2 separate regions of the Macaca mulatta genome follow, and region 2 is linked to region 1. The links are chromatin contacts, called in public Hi-C maps. All regions are on one chromosome and are shown on one strand. The core of a region is the stretch at or near the end of the contact, and the rest is flanking DNA. Distances in the headings are between cores, read along the strand shown.

Region 1 (6,794 bases), core at 2,953-5,452:
AACTATGAGTAAGATATAAATATGAAAAAGATCCCAGCTAGCATGTATTAGATACTAACTCTCTACAAGGTGCTTTGCTAAGTGACTTACATGCATTTATTAATTGAATCCTCGCAACAGTGCTAAGAAAAGGATTATATTATTATTCCCATTCACAAAGGAGGAAATTAAGGATAAGAAAGTTTAAAAGTAACTTATCCAAAGCGACCCAGTTAATCTGATGTGAAGCCAGTATTTGAAATCAGATAAGTCATTAACCAAAGTTCACATGACACAGCTTCCTTAAAGCTTGGAGCTCATACTAAAGTTGACATTAAAGCATTAAAAATTGCTAACAATTATAAACTCAATAAAATCTTAATTAAAAATAGGATTGTATTAAACTTGACAGGCTATTTGTAAATAGAAAATGTATGTGATTTGTAAAAAAGTTATTTTTCAAAGTACAAATATATGCTACAAGAGTTTTAAAAACACTATAAAGCTACGGTAGTTAACTTAGAGTGATACTGGTATAGGAAAAGACAAAAAAAAAAAAAAAGATCAATGAAACAGAATAGAGTCCTGACACAGACCCTTTTACAAACAGGAATTTATTTAATGATAAAAACAGAATTTCAAATGAGTTGGAAAAAAGACGAATTATTAAATAAATGCTATTGGATCAACTGTCTTAAACTTTACAAAAAAATTAAGTTACATCTTTACCTTTCACTTTGTATCTATCAAGTGGAAAAATGGGCAAACCCTTTGAAACAAGAATACCTCTCCTCGGATTCTCTTCCACAGAAATATTCACACTTGAGCAGGAAGATGAATATGTGATCTGCCCTGAAGCGATGTTGCTAATGCTGAGTGTCCATCAATACAGGAAAGGATGGATAAATTACATTCTGTTTCTACTTTAGAATAACATGTAGCTGGCCAGGCACAGTGGCTCACGCCTATAGTCCCAGCACTTTGGGAGGCCAAGGCAGATGGACTGCTTGGGCCCAGAAGTTCAAGACCAGTCTGGGCATCATGGAGAGACCCAATCTTTACAAAAAGTACAAAAAAAAAAAAAAAAAAAGAAAAAAGAAAAAAAGTCAGGTGTGGTGGCATGTGCCTGTAGTCCTAGCTTCTCAGGAGGCTGAGGTGGATCACTTGAGCCCAGAAGGTCGAGGTTGCAGTGAACCATGATCATGACACTGTACCTCTGCCTGTGTGACAGAGTTAGACCATCTCACACACACAAAAGAAGAACAACACATAGCCATTAACAAAAAAGGTACAGAGAGACAATGGAAAGGTCTCTAAGACTTGGAAAGTGAAAAAGTAAGCTGCACAATAAGTATAATAAGATCATTTGCATATTTAAAACATATGTATATGTAGTATTATGTAAATCTATAGAAAAGAAAAACAAACCTTAGAATGGTATTATCAAACTTAACCTTCCCTCTTCTGAGTGGCAGTAGGGAGGATGGTGATGGCACGTCTACATTTCACTTCACTTCTATATTGTTTGAGAATGAGTTATTATTTGTATTATTTTTAAAACATAAAAATAGAATACAACATGGAGTGCACAAATGCAGAGCAACCAGTAGAACTAAAATGAGGAGGGAAGGAAGGCTATGAAGCCACCGACACAGCTGTTGGAAAAAAATTCTCCCTTCATGTAGCTACAAAGAAGCCTGCTTGGAGGAGGGGGTTTCTCCAGCAAGGCCGTGATATTCTATTTGTTTTGGTTTGGGTTTTTTTCCCCCCATTTGGCACATTTTTTAAGAAATTTAAGGATTTTTAAGGATTTCCTCTCCCAGGGAAAGGAGGGCCAAGGCTCACCGTTCCTGTAAGTGAGCGAGACCACACTCACTAAGATTCCCTTCTATTGCAGCCAACGAACGCCCCAGACCTTTTCCACAAGGAAAACATACTCCTTCTTCTTGTCAAATACAGTACCACTGATTCCTCTTACAAAACCATAATAGTTCTGATTTGGTTTGTCCTCAGGACAAAAGGGTTACAAAAATATGAGAGATCCAGGAACACCTCTGCATGTGTTCCTGGTCTGTTCAGGTTAAAGAAAAGGGTAGAGGGGGAAATATCCAGTGTTTATGTGTTCTCCCCAATGTGGCTCGAGTCCCTGCGGAAGAAACACCCAAAACCAGCCTTTTCTCTCAAAGCAACCTTTGATACAAAAGGCTTAGCCACACCTGCTGGGACAAACGGGAACTGAGACCAAGATATAAGTCACATGGAGGCAATTTACAGCTGAGAACTAGCTCTTCCCACAATAAAATGTGAGGTGGTGAGCTTCCTGCCACTGAAGGCACTGAACAAATGCTATGTGGGAATCATGCAACTGATGATTTCCTGAAGATTTTGAATAGGTGGCTGTGGTTGGAGTTTGATGCTTTGAAAGCTCCAGAAATGATTCGCAGACACAGCAGAGTTTGGGAACATCGAGGGCTCTGAGTGCATTTTATAGCAGTCCAGGAGAGAGACAAAGCAGGAATCATAATGAAACACACTACCCAGTCTTAGAGTTTCAGCTGCAGCACAGGGATCATGAGCAGACTCCAAACCCAAATCCCGATACTGTCACCTGCTAGCTGTGTGACCCTAGCCAAGTTACAAACCTCTTTGGGCCTCAGTTTCCTCAATAAAATAAGAATAAAAAACTAGTACCCGCCTCACTCATGAAGCTTAAATGAGCTAGCATATGTCAAGTGCTTAGAATAGGGGCTGGTCCACAGTAAGTATGAACCATTATTATTTGCAGACAAGGAATCTAAGAGGTGATAAGTAGTTTGACCCGTGTTCCAAAGTCAGTTTCAATCTTGGGAATAAGACCCAAAAATTTCTTTCTCCTCCATCAGAATTCCTTCTAGCTCAAACTAAGTATCCCACATTCAATTCTATCTTCTCTGCCTACATAGACCCTTCCATTTACTTCTCTTGAATATCTTGTTCCCAAAGTGTTTTCAAGGCAGGTCTGTTACCAAGCCACTCCATCAGCAGCACCTAGCACTGTGCCTCCCGCAGCAGGGCAGGCAGGATGGATGGACGGATGCAGGCATGCATGGGTGGGTGGATGACAGGCAGATGAAGAACTATCGAGAAAGGAATCGCAGTGTCAGGGGTAAAGCCCTGGCCTGCGAAAGCCGGGCTCGGATTTCAGTGCCCTCACAGCTAGCTATATGGCCTTGGACAAGTTCCTGAACCCCTCTGTGCCTAGGTTTCCAGAATGTAGAGGACCACTTCCACTCACGTAGCTGGAGAAGAAAGTAAGCGCCCCGGACGGACACTACTGCAGCGTCGCCCGGGGGTTCCTCTCTCCACCTGTGCGTGAGCTCCTCCCGCTTCTCTAGGGACCAGGTTGAAGAGAGACACGGATTCCCAGAGAAATGGCTCTGTCAGGTGGGAGTTAAGGGTTACGAGAGGAGAGAGAGGGGAAGCAATGAACTCCCCCACACGATGTGTTGGGAGAGAGGCAAGAGGGGTTCAAGTGGGAATTTTCACTCAACAAACATTCCCCCATCATTTGAGAAAGAGGCGCTGGGATGGTGAATTTCAAACAGGCTGGGAAATGGGCGACTCGGCAGTGTGCGGCCTGTAAGGAATGAATCGTTTAGTGTTTACCCACCAGGTAGGCGGGCCAAGGGCGAGGACCCTCCGAGCGCCGTCCTCGCGCAGGTGGAAGCCCAGCCAAAGCAAACGCTGGGCAGAAGCGGCACCGAGGGGAACGGGCGGCTGCACTCCCGGTCGCGTCCAGCCGGCACGGGCTGCGAAGTTGTCGGATTCTTTCCCGCGCAGCACCGGGCTCGCCCGTCGGAAAAGCCACCGAGGGCGGCGCTGCGGCAGGGCGCGAGCCGAGTGGGACCGGGGTGTCGGGGGTACTCACGCCGCGGGCGAAGGGCTCCACCAGCCGGGCCGAGTCCTCGGCGGCGCGTGGGGCGCGGGTGCGGGCGCCGGGGCGGACGTGCAGAGGCGGCCCGGGCCGGGGCTATGAATCAGCTGCGGGGCAAGCGCCGAGGGGCGGGAGTTACGGGAAAACCGCGGGGGAGGGCAGAGGGGTGAGGTCTTTTGCAATTTCCCGTCTTGCTGCGCACTCTTGGCACTCCTGGGACCCACAGGAATTCCCTCCCTTCGGTCCCGGGGGTAGGCGGCCGCGATCCTGCGGGAGGCGCGGCCTCACAACCCGGACTTTGCGGGCGGGCGGGCACGGGTAAGAAGAGGAAGTGGGAGAGGCCTGGGAAGGAAACATGAAAACCCAAAACTCCGCGGCCGAGGCTCCTCGCCCTGCGCGCAGCGCTGCTGCTGCCCGGGCCGAGGACGCCCGGGCCAGCCGGCGGAACCAGAGGGAAGCCGAGTGACCGATGAGGCCTGGGGCTGTGTATCCCACAGGGACACTTGTCATCCCAACCCAGAGGCCAAACCCGTGAGATCCCCGGCTGAAAATCTTCAGGCAAGAGAAGTCCTTTAACCAAACTTCTGACCGTGTTTCCATTTCGCGTCCAGAGCAATGAAAACGTGTTTGAACCGAATCATAGGGTCCCCATATTTTCCCTACTTGCGTCCTATCTAGAAAGGCCCTGTCCGACAAAGTTTCTTCGGCTGCAACAGTCCCGAAGCCTTTATTTCCCATTGCAACGACATGCTACACATGATTTACTTTTCCCCTTAAAAATGTCATCCAAACTTTTTTTTTTTTTTTTTTTTTTTTTGAGACGGAGCCTCACTCTGTCGCCCAGGCTGAAGTGCAGTGGCGCAATCTCGGCTAACTGCAAGCTCCGCCTCCCGGGTTCACGCCACTCTCCTGCCTCAGCCTCCCTAGTAGCTGAGACTACAGGCGCCCGCCACCGCGCCCGGCTAATTTTTGCTTTTTTAGTAGAGACGGGGTTTCACCGTGTTAGCCAGGATGGTCTCCATCTCCTGACCTCGTGATCCGCCCGCCTCAGCCTCCCAAAGTGCTGGGATTACAGGCCTGAGCCACCGCACCTGGCCAAAAATGCCATTCAATCTTTACCGTGTCTGGGCCTTTGAAAGGTGCATTTGACCTCTCTTAGAGGATAACAGGAGCCTTCCGAGGCAGCCTCGGACTGGGGGATCCCATAGCCTCACCTGTCTGGATGCCTGACAGATCAGCAGGCAAGGGGACTTGCTCCAGATCAGCTGAGCCCAGTTTGGTTTGAGTTTGGGGACCCTGGAAAGTGTCACAAAAGGAAGGTTGTAGGAGGAGGGTGGGGTAGGGAACCAAGAGTCATCAGCAAGTATCGACCATAAACATATCTTAGAATCCTATATTGAATTGACTGGATGACTCAAAATAATGTCAGGATTATTTTAAAATGTTACTTTTATGTTTGTTCACATATCTGGCTCTTCCCCAATGTCATCCCAAGGAAAGCTGGGAATCTTTTTGTTTTTTTATTTTTCCTAAAACAAAGGCCTAAAGGCCCTAATACACTTAATACCTAATGGTGCCACAAAGACCATGATGCATAGTAAATATTTGATGATAATAAAAGGTAGTTTTGTCTCAATAAATGTATGGTCCTTTGCCGCACCTCTTATTACTTGAAGAGTTTTAAAGAGTCCATTAGTTTAGCCATCTGCATGGTTATGGAAACTGCCAAGCCCAAGAGTTGGAAAGGCTTTATGATTTTATATTTTACTGAGAAAAAAAATTCTTGTTTATAGAAACAGTTGAAAGGGATCTCTCTTCTACCAAATGAGACGTCAAATAAAAATATTCAGCCCAGTATGAATTTCTAAAAAGTGAGTCTTATTTTGGGCTCCTATTGCAATTGAAGGAGACTGAAGTGTAAAAATTTGGTGCCCACATATAATTTATCTGTTTTTGCACCATTCTAATTTCTTAAATTTATACTTAAGTTTAGAATCTAGTTGCAGTAGGACCTATAAATTCGCGATCATACCCTTAACAGTGAGTGCACTGGGTCCATAAAGTCAGATATACCCAAAGCCTCCAAATATCACTTTATTTGGAAATCACGTTTTTGCAGATTTAATCAAGTTAACCTGAGGTCATATGAGATTAATCCGGTGTCTACTGTGCTTCTAAAAAGAGGGGAATTTGGACACAGACACCCAGAAAGAACACTGTGTGACCACTGAGACAGAGATCCTGCTTATGCTGACTCAAGCCAAGGAATGGCAAGGTTGCCGGACATCGCCAGAAGCTAGGAGAGAGGAATGGAACAGGCTCCCTTTGAACCCCTAAGAAGCAGCCAACCCTGCCAACATCTTAATTTCATAATTCTGGCCTCCAGACTAAGAGAATATGTTTCTGTTGTTTTAAACCACCAAGTTTGTGGTAATGTGTTATGGCAGTCTTAGGAAACTGATACATAGGTTATGTTCCATAAGTTAGTTTTAAACAATTATCCTGAAAACAGCTAATAGGAAACGGATGAAAAATACCAATAGCTTATTAAGCTAAGAGCTAAAATATCCATCCTCGCTTAGTTTTGATAAGAGTGTGTGGCCAAGGCACATATTACTCTGCTTCATTAAACACTTTTTATTTTTTTAATGTGTGTGTGTGTCTGTTTTTATTTATTTATTTATTTATTTTGAGACAGAGTCTTGCTCTGTTGCCCAGGCTGGAGTACAGTGGTGCGATCCCGGCTCACTGCAATCTCTGCCTCCCGGATTCATGCCATTCTCCTGCCTCAGCCTCCTGAGTAGCTGGAACTACAGGTGCCCACCACGACGCCCGGCTAATTTTTTTGTATTTTTAGTAGAGACGGGGTTTCACCATGTTAGCCAGGATGGTCTCGATCTCC
Region 2 (6,794 bases), core at 2,644-5,143, 230 kb before region 1:
TCAAAAAGCTTTTGTATCACTGGGTAGATGAAATGGGAAAATGAGTTTTATGGTTTAGAAATGCAGCCAATAAAGTAGTTCTTCCATTTTTAACTTTGTGTTTTGTGAGGTCTCAGCTATTAAAACCCTATACCCACATTAACTCTTCTTAAAACTAGACTTTTAAATTTCAGTATCACAAAGTATATAACATGATATGTCAAAAATAATGAAGTATATTCAGCCCCATTGCTTTGTATATGTGTCATTAGTAAAGTAACATTAAAAATTACTTTTAACCATTTTTATTTCATCTTTGTTTTATGTTCTAATTTAATTTAAAAAGTGAATATATTTGTATTGCAGTGTATGTGCAAACGTTCTTTTTTTAATGAACAGATGCACACATAATTTTGATTGTTTATAGTAACCTGTTAAGCAAGTCATTGTTAAAATCAACTGTTTATAATTTTGGTTTAGAATAGCCAATAAAATTTTTCTAAAATAGTTTTCTTAAAAAAATTCATGAGTAAAAATTTGTTTGGGAAGAAGTAAAATGAGAAAACGAGAGAGAAAAATCACCCAAAATTCTACCATCTGTAGATAATCACTGTTGAAATTTTACTGCATACCCTCCTAGATTTCATTTTTTAACGTATCTTCATCTTCCATAAACACAGGTTTATTCTGCATTTAAAACTGTTTGTCATAGAGAGTCTTTAAATAATTATTTACAAGGAAATTTATATGAGATTTTGGGAGAGAGATTAAAATTTAAAGACACAATACTCAGGGGCTCTGTTCTGCTGTGACCAAGACATAATTAACACTGGATGGGATTATAACATTTGTTAAATTTAATTCATTGCTTGTCATGTCAATGGCCTTTAGATGTCTCAAATGTGTGATTTAACTATGAAGTTACCAAGAAATAGTCTGACTGAATTTTGTGGTTTTTTACTTGCTTCATCTTCAAATGGCCTGTGTATCAAGGCAGAGAGATTAAAGGGAACTAAGATTTTGATAAGGCTTTTGTTTCTGTTCAGTATTACAACTATATCCCAAACCGATAAAATATGGTTTATATGCTAGAATTATTAACTGCATGCAAGAGGGTAGAGAATAGAACCAAGGGAGTGACTGTGAATGAAGTAACTGTATCTTCAGAATTAAGCAGTTGTCTTCCAAAGGTATGGTCCTGGACGTGATCTTCTTATAGAACATTTTTTATCAATGACTAACACTACCAGAAAAAAAACAGTCATTGACACAGCAAATGAAACCTAGCCGGGAAACGAAAACTAAGAAGAGGAAGTCACATTCTCAATGACCAGATTAGAATCAAAATAAAAATTGGAGAAGTAGTAAGAAGTAAACAAAATGAGTAAGTCATATGGGTGGGCTAACAGATGCAAGGAAGAAAAGAAGTTTCAAAAGGAGGAATAGCTAGCAATTGGCAAGTAGAAAACTTAGGGGTTTTAACAATGATCAATCTGACTACAATCAATAAAGTAGTGCTACTGTTTAAAAACCAAACCCATTATAAAATGTATTCCTTACTAAAATTTACCTAAACTTCTGCTTCCTAGTTGAGTGTCACTTCCAAACACTAATAACTTGTTCTTTTTTACCAGACCTGCCATTCATTCTAAGAGCAAATATGGAGAACCTAACCACTCAAACGACTGAAATAGTAACAGAGCAAAAACTAGTTTCAATGGAAGACTGAATGTAATTTTTTTCTCCTGCAAGAAATAGAGTAATTGAATAATTGTCTTTAATAGGAGCATACAGTTATAATGATAAAATACTATTGGATTTAGGCACTTAAGTACCTCGAGTAACTTAAAAGTAGATTAGTTGTACTCAACTTTCATAAAACACTGAGAGAAAATGAAGTTAAATTGTATTAGGAAGGAGTTAATGTAGAATATACAGGGATTTTACAATATGATAAAAGATTGGTTGAAAATCAGAACAACTGTAAGAATCTGGTATAATTTATATTGATAGATCTCTACTTTTCTATAAGGGTGAAATGTAATTGATACATGGAGGGTTGAAATACAACCCTCTGCCAGACCTCAAGTTTTGTGATTTTTGTTTTAGGCAGTAACTAGAATAAATAAATTGCACCAAGATTTTTAAAGCTATAACGGAGGGAACACGTTTGTTGATATTAGCCAGGAAACATTTCTTTAAAGTACTGTAACTGTGTTACATCCTTAAATCTAAGTGCAGTATCAGTCGCAGATATATGAATGTAGACTTGGATAAAAAAAAAACCTGGAATATATAGACAATTGGCAATATTCTAAGGAAGCAGTGTTCCTATTTTATTTTCCAGATGACGCTACTTTATGTTCCTTTTATTTTTTTCTTACCACTTATTTTACAAATGATATATATTAACTATAGGATATTTTAAAAAGTAGAGACAAACAAGAACAAAAAAGTGCACGTGTAATTCCACAAATGAGGGGAGAAAATCAGTTAACATTTTCATGTATATTTTCAGACCTTTTTCAACATACATGTATATATAAAAATATTTTATAAGGCATACTTTTAATTTCGTACATAAACTTTCATAAAAACAGGAAATTTGTAATCTTTTGCTTGATTTAATATCATGAACATTATTTCCTAAGTCTACCTCTTCACTTTTAATGGTTGACATAATTTACATAATCCCTACCTTTGGTCATTTAAGTGTTTCCAAACGTTCACTGTTATTAACAACTTCAACAAATATCCCCAATATTGCTTTTTTTTTTTTCTTAAAGTAAGCAGAGCATTGGAACAAATTAGAAAACCAAGGCACTTACTCATCCAACAGATATTTATTGAACACTTATTTGTGCCAGAGATTGCATTAACTGGGAGCTGGGAAAACAGAACTGGGTAAGGCAAGATCTCCACTTTTAATTAACTTTCAGTCTCCTGGAATAGAAAGATAAGCTGAGGAACCGGAGAGCACAAATCGCTCCTCTCTTTAATGTACTTCAAGAGAAAGCTGCTGGGTCAGTGGCCAGGTGTGTGTGTGTGTGTGTATTAACTAAGCAGTTTCTAGAATTAAAATCCCTAATGTTAATAGGCTTATGCATAAAATAGATTAATCCACAACATCTGCATGATCCACGATCTTAGCATCTGCAGAGAGAGAAAAGCTGGACACACTACCCAGCAGCCTCGCCCCGGCTCCCGGCAGAGAAAACCCTCTCCCCGGCCTCCTGGCGCTGGCGCGATCCCACCGCGGGGACCGCTGCACCCCCTTCTCGCGTCCTACGCCTGGCGGCCAAAAACAAAACTGCCCAGCCACTTCCACTTGGAGAAGCCCTCCTAGCCCAGAGGGGCATCCTGAAGATCAAGGGCGAGGCTGGAAAACAAACTTTGTTCTGTGCTAACTTAGTAGGAGCAAAGCGATTCCAGGAAGGGAGGCTTAAACTGTGCGCAGCGTTTTTATAAAAATTGTTTCAATGGATACACGGGGGAGCGGGGCAGTCTGTGGCAGGGCTTGAGAGCAAGCAGGAGACTGGCAGGCCGGCGAGAGCAGGTGGCCCGCCGGCCGCATTCCGGCCTCCTCCTCCCCGCTCGCCTGCGTTTGGACGACGGCTTCCGCGGCGGCCGAAGGGGAGCATCCTTTACGCTGCCAACTCGCATCAATGGGACTTTCCTCGTGGGAACTGCCCCTCCCGGCGAACGTGCCCTCCGGGTCCGGCGTGGGCGGGTGGGCTGGCGCAGCGAACTTCGTGCAGACCTTGGGGTCGGCTCAGTGCTCCTTCCGCGCCCGGGCAGAGACAGCACCACCAGCCGCCGTCGCCGCCTAGGGGGCGGGGGAGGTGCCGCGGGGGGCGGGTGCGGCGCGCGGGGAGGGGAAGGGGTTCTCGCGCGATTGGGCGAGGTTTCCGGTGTTGTGACTGAAACCCGTCAATATGGCGGCGATCGGCCGCGGCCGCTCTCTGAAGAACCTCCGAGTACGAGGTAAGCCCGCTGCAACCCTCACTCCCCGTCGCCCGGCGCCCGCCACCCCTGGCACTTGCCTTCCCCTGGCCCTGGGTGGGGGAGCGAGCCGGGGCGCTGGCCGGAGCCAGGGCAGCCGCAGCTGGCCTGAGAGCGAATCCTAATTGGGGCTGTGTGTCTGTTTCGCGCAGGGCGGAATGACAGCGGCGAGGAGAACGTCCCGCTGGATCTGACCCGAGGTAACGCGGAGCGCCGCGGGCGCCGGCGAGGGCGCGTTGCTGGGGAGGAGCCGGGTCCGGGGCTGGGGGCCAGAGGCAGGGGCGGGCCCCGCACGGGACCGGCGGGGTGCGGGTGGCAGAGCCGGAGCCCCGCCTGCCGGCCCCCGGGAGCCGAGCCCGGGTCCGCCTCTCCGGACCCATCCCCCTTCCCGGCGCCCGCTTCCCTCGCCCGAGCCCTTCTCCGGGCCTCGGGCTGCTGCGGGTGCGGGGGAGCCCCGAGTGAAACTCGGCAGACCCAGCGACCCTCTGGGCTCGAGCTCCGGCAGAGTGGTTTGCATCTATCCTGGAGTCCGGCAGCCCAAGCTGGGGACAGCCGGAGGGAGGTAGAGGCTGTTATTTAGGTAGCAGGAGGATGTTTGAGGAAAGAGCGACCACATCCTGCCCTCCCCGTCCCCGGAGCAGAAGCCGGACCTGCTCGGTGTTTGCCGACTTCGTGACTGCTTTCCCCTTTGCCCACCGTCCTGTGGGGACCCGCAGCATTGATAACTCGGTAGTGAAACCTAGGACTGGTCATTACTGCTAAATGTCTGGTTTATGCTGTTTCCCTTCTGCTTCCCTTTCCCGGGCCGCTGGGACTGTAGTTGGCTAAAGACCGCCCCCTCACCCTGCTGCAGGTTCATTGTTTACCTTCTGCAGTGGAGATGGGTTTGTTTACACCTCCCGAACTGAGGAAACCCGGCTTATATTTTTAATGACCTAATCCCATTGCTAGCCAGTGTTTCTTGTATCACTCACAGTACTAGAGTTTATTCGACATTATCTCGTTGAAGATTTAGTAGTTACGTACAAGATTCTTTTCTCTCCACGATAAACAGGATTTAGCCTGCTGATTCCGACGAAGTCATATTTCACACGGGCTGTAGCTTGGAGTGTAACCCGGTTCAGCTGTACAGAATCGGTTTCTGAGATCTATGAAACACCTTAGGAAGTAAACAAACAAAAAAAACTTGTTGTAGACATTCTGTATGAGATCAGTTTTTTACGCTATGTCGTACCTGACGTAATGACTGTTATCTACAGTAATTTGTTAAACCTGGGCTCCTTGTTGGCTAAGGCGAGAGTGAAAGCGTAGTGCATTTTCTAATTTGTTTTATTTTGCATATCACAGTGTAAGATCACTGTTTTATAAACTGAGTGGTCAGCTTTCACTTAGCTACAAGAGTACATTTTTATAACTTAGTATTTTATTCTGAAAGTTCAGGGACTTAGTTTTGGGGGAACTAGGTCCCTTTACAAGCCAGTTTATAAAATATAATACAATATAATAGAACTTAAGTCTTGGAAATGCCTACTAATTAGATTATCAGTGCACTGATTTCCAACATTTTTTTCAGCAGATCGGTTTTGAGAATTAGTACAGAAAGATGTAAAGCTATTTACTCCTGTGCAACTGTTTGAAAACTTGGCTATAACATACATGTGAAAAATATATGTAAAATAGATTTACTGGTAAACTTCCTAACAAGCATAATTTCTACAATTTCAGGTCTGTAAAAGATGTAATTAGTTGAGTGATTTAATTTATATACAGGCATATGTGTTTTGGATGAAGGCGAAAGGGGCACTTAATAAATTTGAGTTTAACTTGTGCATTAAAAACCTGCTTAGATGTGGTGCCGGAAATAATATAGTTGTATTTTAAATTGAGTTCGTCGAGCTCATGTGTATAGTGGTTTCTCTGCTTGGTATCAAAATGTTGAGTTGTGGAAGAGCTTAGGTACGTATCTGTTTTGATAATTTTGGTTTACTCCAGTTTTACTGAGGCACACAGGTAACTCTGTTTACTATTTAAAATGCTATATTAACAGAATTTAGTAAGCACCTATGTCCATAGGTGTTTCCAGGTTAATATAAATAGTGCAGAAAATGCTGTTTCGGCTTGCCCTGACAAAATGTACTTCAGTTTGGAATAAAATATACACAGCCATTTAAAACTGATTGCAAAAATAAAGAGTGAGAGATTATATGAGATCTGTATTTCTAAATCATAAGGAAGTTTAGAATTAATCTGAATTAGTCATTTTATAGTGATACTATTGTTTTAAAAAGTTGCTGTTGTGACAAACATTTCGTTGTTCAAAGAAGGCTTGAAGAAAATTCATGAGGAATTAAAGTTTAGTAATAATTTGAGAACTGTGAGGCAGTTTGGGTTGCAGCTGAAGGGCAGCTGTTTGTGGATTAGATTACAGTATGTAAAAACATAGTTTGGGCAACCAAAAATTTTTTTGTTTAATGCCAAGGCAGTGTTTGCTTTTATTCTTATTGTTTTAATTTAATCTTTTAGAGATTCATTGTGTATATACCTAATACAGCTCATTGTAAAATAGAGGTCATGGTCATTGTAATCCCTAAAGGAGCCATCAATGTGTAGTGAGAAGAGAGTTGACTATAAAGTCAAATCATTCAGGGTTGTAACCTCAGCTGTGAGATTTAATAGTTGGGTGATTTGGGGCAAGTTATTTGACCTTGCTTTACTCCTGATTTCTTCATTTTTAAAAGAAGAGATAACTTCAAAGAGTTAAGAATGTGAAAAGTAAATGAGCTAGTTCTTAATTAAAATACTTGGCATAAGAC

The links. Hi-C and Micro-C count contacts between places; a contact is called where the count stands out from the background.
Region 2: a Hi-C map of fetal cortex germinal zone shows a contact between it and region 1, with 2.8 times the contacts expected there. The contact joins the promoter of RICTOR here to the promoter of OSMR in region 1. A contact is called at or near these places in 2 of 14 Hi-C or Micro-C datasets (fetal cortex germinal zone and liver).

Annotation. Positions count from the first base shown.
Region 1 is chr6:39,929,781-39,936,574 of T2T-MMU8v2.0, reverse strand. It overlaps OSMR (oncostatin M receptor), which reads right to left and starts at 4,202. Exons shown (of 19, transcript XM_078004680.1): 1 at 3,887-4,202.
Region 2 is chr6:40,155,697-40,162,490 of T2T-MMU8v2.0, reverse strand. RICTOR (RPTOR independent companion of MTOR complex 2) reads left to right here and starts at 3,893. Exons shown (of 38, transcript XM_015139935.3): 1 at 3,893-3,963; 2 at 4,134-4,181. The coding sequence starts at 3,915.